Regions from separate parts of the Gossypium hirsutum genome. Here region 1 is linked to region 2. Evidence: chromatin contacts called from public Hi-C data. All regions are on one chromosome and are shown on one strand. The core of a region is the stretch at or near the end of the contact, and the rest is flanking DNA. Distances in the headings are between cores, read along the strand shown. Region 1 holds the start of LOC107912780 (splicing factor U2af small subunit B). Region 2 holds the start of LOC107889040 (DDT domain-containing protein PTM).

Evidence for each region. Hi-C and Micro-C count contacts between places; a contact is called where the count stands out from the background.
Region 1: a Hi-C map of leaf shows a contact between it and region 2, with 3 times the contacts expected there. The contact joins the promoter of LOC107912780 here to the promoter of LOC107889040 in region 2. A contact is called at or near these places in 3 of 34 Hi-C or Micro-C datasets (all in leaf).

The regions. Positions count from the first base shown.
Region 1 is chrA09:64,590,212-64,593,344 of Gossypium_hirsutum_v2.1, reverse strand. It overlaps LOC107912780 (splicing factor U2af small subunit B), which reads right to left and starts at 1,718. Exons shown (of 6, transcript XM_016841105.2): 1 at 582-1,718; 2 at 347-433; 3 at 195-276. The coding sequence starts at 818.
Region 2 is chrA09:64,443,618-64,446,961 of Gossypium_hirsutum_v2.1, reverse strand. LOC107889040 (DDT domain-containing protein PTM) reads left to right here and starts at 1,368. Exons shown (of 10, transcript XM_016813338.2): 1 at 1,368-1,540; 2 at 1,655-2,660; 3 at 3,242-3,344. The coding sequence starts at 1,831.

The sequences.
Region 1 (3,133 bases), core at 469-2,968, 150 kb before region 2:
CTGAACACATCTAACCTGTTTAAACTCATTTATAGAGATATATTTGAAATACATAAAATAACTTATCATCCATGTTCAAATACGTTTATCATGTATATAAGGCTAAACTTTGTTGTATTTAATCAAATTTAAAAGCATTATCCTATAACCTGTATATATATATCATGTAATACAAAGGATAGAAGAAGCCAAACCAGCATAAAATCTTCCGCTAAGATTCTTTACTGCATTTGCAGCGTGTTCTTCCTCTCTAAACTGAACATACACATTGCCTACCTGTTCAGAAAATTAAGTTATCAAACAAATAGAATCCAAACGAAAAATTTTCCGGGAAAAAAATATTTACCATATGGTCAGCCAAGTTATCACATATGTTCAAACTCTCAATTTGACCGTACTTGCTCAACTCCTCAAACAAATCCTCATAAAAAGCCTGCAAATTCAACATTAAAACACTAAGACTCCAGTTGCCAAGCTACTTTTAAACAATATCCTAACTAAAAATTACTCTACACCAAATCACAGAATCCAAATAGAGAAACAGTAAAACTTTGAGATTTGAAAAGCTTAAGGAGAAATACCTCAAAATGTTGTTGGATCTTGCGGGGATCGATGGGGTTACCCTGGGCGTCGACGCCCGGGGTGATCATGTCCGGCCGTTGGTACATGTTGGAGAGAAGGATAGTAGGGCTGATGCTGGGCTTGGTGTGGAGACGCGAGCAGCGATCCCCATGACGGCACGCGCCTATCTTGAAATAGAAGGGGCAGTTCACTCTGTCCTTTTCAGTCCCAAATATCGACGCCAAATGCTCCGCCATTTTTCTTCCTCTTCCAAGGATCTGTTCCCTTTTTTCTGTTCTTTTCCGTCGTGGGTTTGATTTGAAGATCAATAATATAGGTGAAAAGTGTTTTCGGTTTTTGGGTATTTGGATAATAACATTACGTTACATCCAAACTTTCAAGGCCCAGCTTTGACATCATTCAGATTTAAACAGGGCTCATATACGTACCTTTGGGCTATGGCTATGGTCACATCATTCCAAGGCTAATCATAATCCAATACCATCCTTCTGCAAATCTCCTAATTAGATTTGTTGTCGAGAAATATGATCCCTCAACTCTAACTACATAAATATTTTCAAAACAAAAACGCTTTTTCCATATAAAAACACTCAACCCCATAAGGATTCTTTGAATTTGAAGAAAAATGATACTCACATTATTATTCCATCCATTCATAAATTTATATCACCAGTAATTCACAATAATTTAACTTGAAAATTTTAATCTAAAAAAAAATTGAATACAAAATAATCTAAACGTACACCCATATTAACTCAAACAAAAAATATTCAAAAATTTTAAAACTTTGATTAAATCAATTATTTTTTGTTTATCTCATCAGTAACTTCTTGCATATTATTATAAGATAGTGAAACTCCAAGCTGTGGCAGGCACGAATGACACAATAGATGAGATCCTTACCATATACACATCATACATGATAAACAGCACCCAGTAGAATGGGTTTAATATGTATGCAGTTTTCGAAATCGTTCAATTTTATCTTTTAATTGCAACCAGTTTATTATTCCAAAACAAACTTTACTTTTACAACTCTAGGATTCCTCTTTCAAAATAACTTCACCAATATCCCCCACCTACTCTCACAAGCCTGGAAATGGACAAACTGGATTCTAAATTATTTCAATTTCAGCATAGTAGATAGTAGATGCTGCGGTATATATAAGGATGAATGAGGGTGACCCCATGTCTCAGAAAAATGGACCTAACATGTCCCCCGAATGATGGGGTTGCATAACCAAAAAAATAAAAACCAAAAGGATCCCTATGTATATGTCTTTGTTATAAAATTGAAACATCAAACACCACTCCTAAAAGGCCAAAATACAAGACAGCAAGTTTGAGATGACTTCTCAGCTAAGCATTATTGTATTTCATCTTATACTTAAACACCAACCAACTACAACAAATCAATTTTAACTAAATTCTCACATTTAATCACTTCATCTTATCAGTCCTTTTCTTCATTCATTGCAATACCAGCGGGTCAAATTTTTGGTTTCTTCTGTTTTTTGAAATGAATAACTGGGAAGAAAGCTACAAGTGTTGGCTATGTGGTCCTTGGAGACGAAGTGTGGTTAAATGAGTGTCTCAAAGCCACTCTTTACAATTCTCCCCATCATAATTGACAAAAGATATATACTTTAATGCAATCTGACACATCTTGGCTGTTACACTATAATGCAATATATATATATAATATATGGTATGGAGTACCTTGTGCTTTGCAATAATAATACCATTTTGCCTATGGGTGATACTATTCACTTACACTATAGTTGGCAAAAGTTAAGGTTGATAATACTGCAACATCATGTGGTAAAAATATTGTAGAGAATTTTATATATCATCTAAGATATACGTGATACGTCGTGATATATCGTGTGTCATTGTCTGGTTATTTCATTAGTCATGTTAATTTTTAATAACTTAATGAATAATTTATTTATTTTTTCTAATAAAATTCCATAATATTTTTAGCGTAAAAATATATATGACCATGAAAGATTTGATGTTCTTCACTAGTTACCACCACTTTAAATCCTGTGATTTTTTCTCATCAAATTAAAATGAGACTTTACCTCATTGACACAAAAGGTTCAAAAATTTAAATACTACATCTTGTTTCTGAAAACTAATTTTATTTTCTTTTCTTTAAAACAAATTGTCAGAAAACTTAATTTGGAAGTTTCCCTAAATCTATGACCTGCAATTAAATATTGAATTACTTTCAGTTTTTGAACAATGAATTTAAAGAAGAAAAAAACAGTGATTTGCAGGCCTCACTTCACTCAATTAAAACCTTTCAACCTACTCTCTTATATTATATAAACCAATGCCAGATATATTATTGCTTTTACCTTTTGGCTAATATAAAATAAAGCCTGTTTTGTTTATATGTCTCCCTCTCTATCTCTCCCCACTTGTTAACAAAAAGATAATGAGGCTTCTACATAAAGTAACATACATTTAGCTTCATTTTAAGTTTAATGTTCCAATATGTTGGGTTTTCTTTTTCCACTCAATGAATAGAGCTAGATTCCTAACT
Region 2 (3,344 bases), core at 119-2,618:
GATTCATTAACTAATATGGTAATATATATCATAAATATAAAAAATATTGGCTGTTAAGATGTTTGGGGTGCATTTAACCAATAAATATGTGTTACAACATTCTGTTTGATTTTCAAAGATATGCTACCCTCAAAGTCAATTAATATATTAATATCCCCTAAAAAACTTATTAATAATCCAATTTCAATGCTTTAAAAAAAAATGGCGAGTAATTCCATTAAAGGGCGGGGAAAAATTTTCCCGCCACATAATAATTTTGTTTGTGTTGTGTATTTGTATCTTTTCAATTTTACTCGACCCGATTACCCGTTTGAATCTAAAAAGAAGGGCAGCAAAAGCCGAATAGGGCTTCGACTCATTTAAAACATGCATGAGTCTAACTAACTCTGAGTTGCCTCGTTTATACACTGAGTCAATTCGACCATTAGTCCTAATTTTTAATCTTAGAGCATATGTTGGAGTGAATTGTGTAAGGTCATGACCATTTGGCTTTTGGTGGACTTGGTTTGAATTTTGGTATCGTGCACTGATATATTTTTACACTGTGAACCATGCACATAATTTTGCTTTCATAATTTACTCAATACTAATAAAAAGTCAATTTCAACAAATACAAATTAATTTTATGTTATTTTTTAAGTTATGAAGTTTAAAATTTTAATAACCTCTTAATTTTTTTATTAAATACTAGATGATTAAATGAAATATTTTTTTTACTAGTAAGAATCGATCTGGTTGAATAAGACAATTCAATCACTTTAAAATAATAATAATTTAAAATTTCATTAAAAACATTTTAAATTTATTCAAAAATAGAAAAAAAATCATATTTACAAAAAAATAAAATACAAAAAGAATCAAAGTAGATTTTCATTACTCTTTGATTTATTATCCTTTTTTAAGGATTCAAAATAATTCTGATTTTTCATTTACCTTAATCAATTAAATTGATTGGATCATTAATTTCAAGTTCAAGTAGTTCAATCGATTAGTTTACTCTGATTCTTGCAACAATTTATTTATTTTACTTATTATATAAAATGAATTATTTTAATGAATTATATCAAGCAAATTTAAGCAATCAAAAGTTTATAATAACAATATAACATGAGGGAAGTATAAAAGTAAAAATTTTATTCCATTAAAAATAAAATTTATTTATTTTCACTTGCTTAAAATCAATTTAAAAAAGTTAAATATTATAAATTTAAAAATACAAATAGAGAATATTAAAAAGCACATATAACATAATTACAAGCTCAGTAAATCATAACCGTGAGGGTGTCCGCACAAAATATCCCCCATATAAAATCTGGTGTAGAAGAAAATCATTAAATTTCACGGCCCAACTCGGACGAGTTCAAATCGATAACTCAAAAAAAAACCGAGCCCGCCACTCCTCACTTTTCACTTTTCTCACGCGCGATAAAAGAGGCCGTTGTTCACTGCTATTAGGACTCCCTATCTCTCTATCTTTCTCTCTAATCTCTAGAATCTCAGAAGACAATTTCAATGGCGGTTATCAAAAAACCCTAACCAGGTATCTCTCCATAGTTCTTCGTCCATAATTACTTTTTATTAAAAATTACTCTGATTTTATTTCTCCGATTTTTTTTATCATTTTAAAAAATTGATTTATTCAATATTTGTTTAGAATTTCTTCTAAAGGACCTCTGCGAGCCATAGATCACTAAAAATCAGAAAAAAAAAGAGAGGCGACCTCAGGCTCTGTAAATAAAAGGAATTTTTTGGAAACCCTAGGGGGTTGTTTGGAAACTAGGTTTATCAAATCCAGGGGTCGATTCGATCTGTTATCGGGTCGGTCGGTCAATGGAGGTTATCGTAAAACGGCCTAGAGGTAGGCCGAGGAAACGTAGGCGACCAGAAGAAGAAAATGAAAGTTCTGTTGCTGATACGAAATTTAATAATTCCAAAACTAAAAAACGGGTGTTGGAGACAAGATCCATGGCCTTTGTAGGTCGATACGTGTTGAAAGAATTTGGGGGAAGTGTATTTTTAGGTAAGATTGTTTCCTATGACACTGGATTGTATAGAGTAGACTATGAGGATGGTGATTTTGAGGATCTGGAGAGTGGGGAACTTCGAGAGTTGGTTTTGGAAGATTCATATTTCGATGATGATTTGAGTAGGAGAAAAGTTAGGTTAGATGAATTAGTGTTAAACAGGATTGCAAAGGAGAGTAAATTGAAGGAGGAAAAGAAGAAAGCGGAAGTTTTAAAAAATGAGGCTAAGGGCGTGGAAAGTTTGGCTGTTAGTGAGATGATGGTCGAGAATGATGGAGAACAAGAGGATGATGCAGATTCTTCAAGTGATTCCTGTGAGCATGCACACGATAGGGGATTGTCTTTGGAGTCTGAGATTCCTCTTATTCCACCACCTCTGTTGCCTCCTGGTTCAGGAACAATTGGTGTGCCGGAGGAGTGCGTTTCAAATCTATTTTCTGTGTATGGTTTTCTTAGGTCCTTCAGCATAATATTGTTTTTGAGCCCGTTTGGATTGGATGATTTTGTGGGGTCATTAAATTGCTGTGAACCAAACCCTTTGCTTGATGCTGTTCATGTTGCTTTGATGCGAGCATTGAGTTGTCATCTTGAAACAATCTCTTCAGAAGGCTCAGAGCTTGCATCAAAATGCTTGAGGTATGTATATCCATTTTCACACATCATAGATAGTTAGGCATTAGTATATTGTTTTAATGGTTTGATGGATTTTTTTCTGGGATGCTCCATGAAAAATATGGTTCTCACCACAATCTACCATATTATTATCTTTTCTTGCTAAAGATGCAAGATAGTACTTAGCTCTTAAAAATTTAAAGAAAACTAACACTTGTTCCAATCCTCCATGAGTTTATGTGTGCTTTAGGGTGATTAAAAGTATCAAGTCATTTTGATGATGCAATTGATGCCCCTCCCCCCCCCCCCCCCTCTTCAAAAAAAAATTATGGTTGATTAGCTACGATCTCTCCTTGAAAAGAAGATTGTGTGGTTTATGGGTGACTAGAAGTGCCAGGTAATTGCATGATACAGTTAATGCACTTTTTCCTACAAACCGAGTGTCTTTGATCTCTCTTTGGACAAGAACATATGTTTGGGTTCAAACTTCCAGGGCAGCATAATACCTTCTGCTGATTACCAAAAAAGAAAAAAAAATATTGTTCTCACTTTGGTCATGAATATAAATTCATAATAATTATAATTGTTACATTCTTTATCTGCAGGTGTCTTGATTGGAGCTTGCTCGATACACTGACTTGGCCTGCTTATCTGGTCCAATATTTTGTGATAATGGGATATGCAAGAGGACCCGAGTGGGAAGGATTT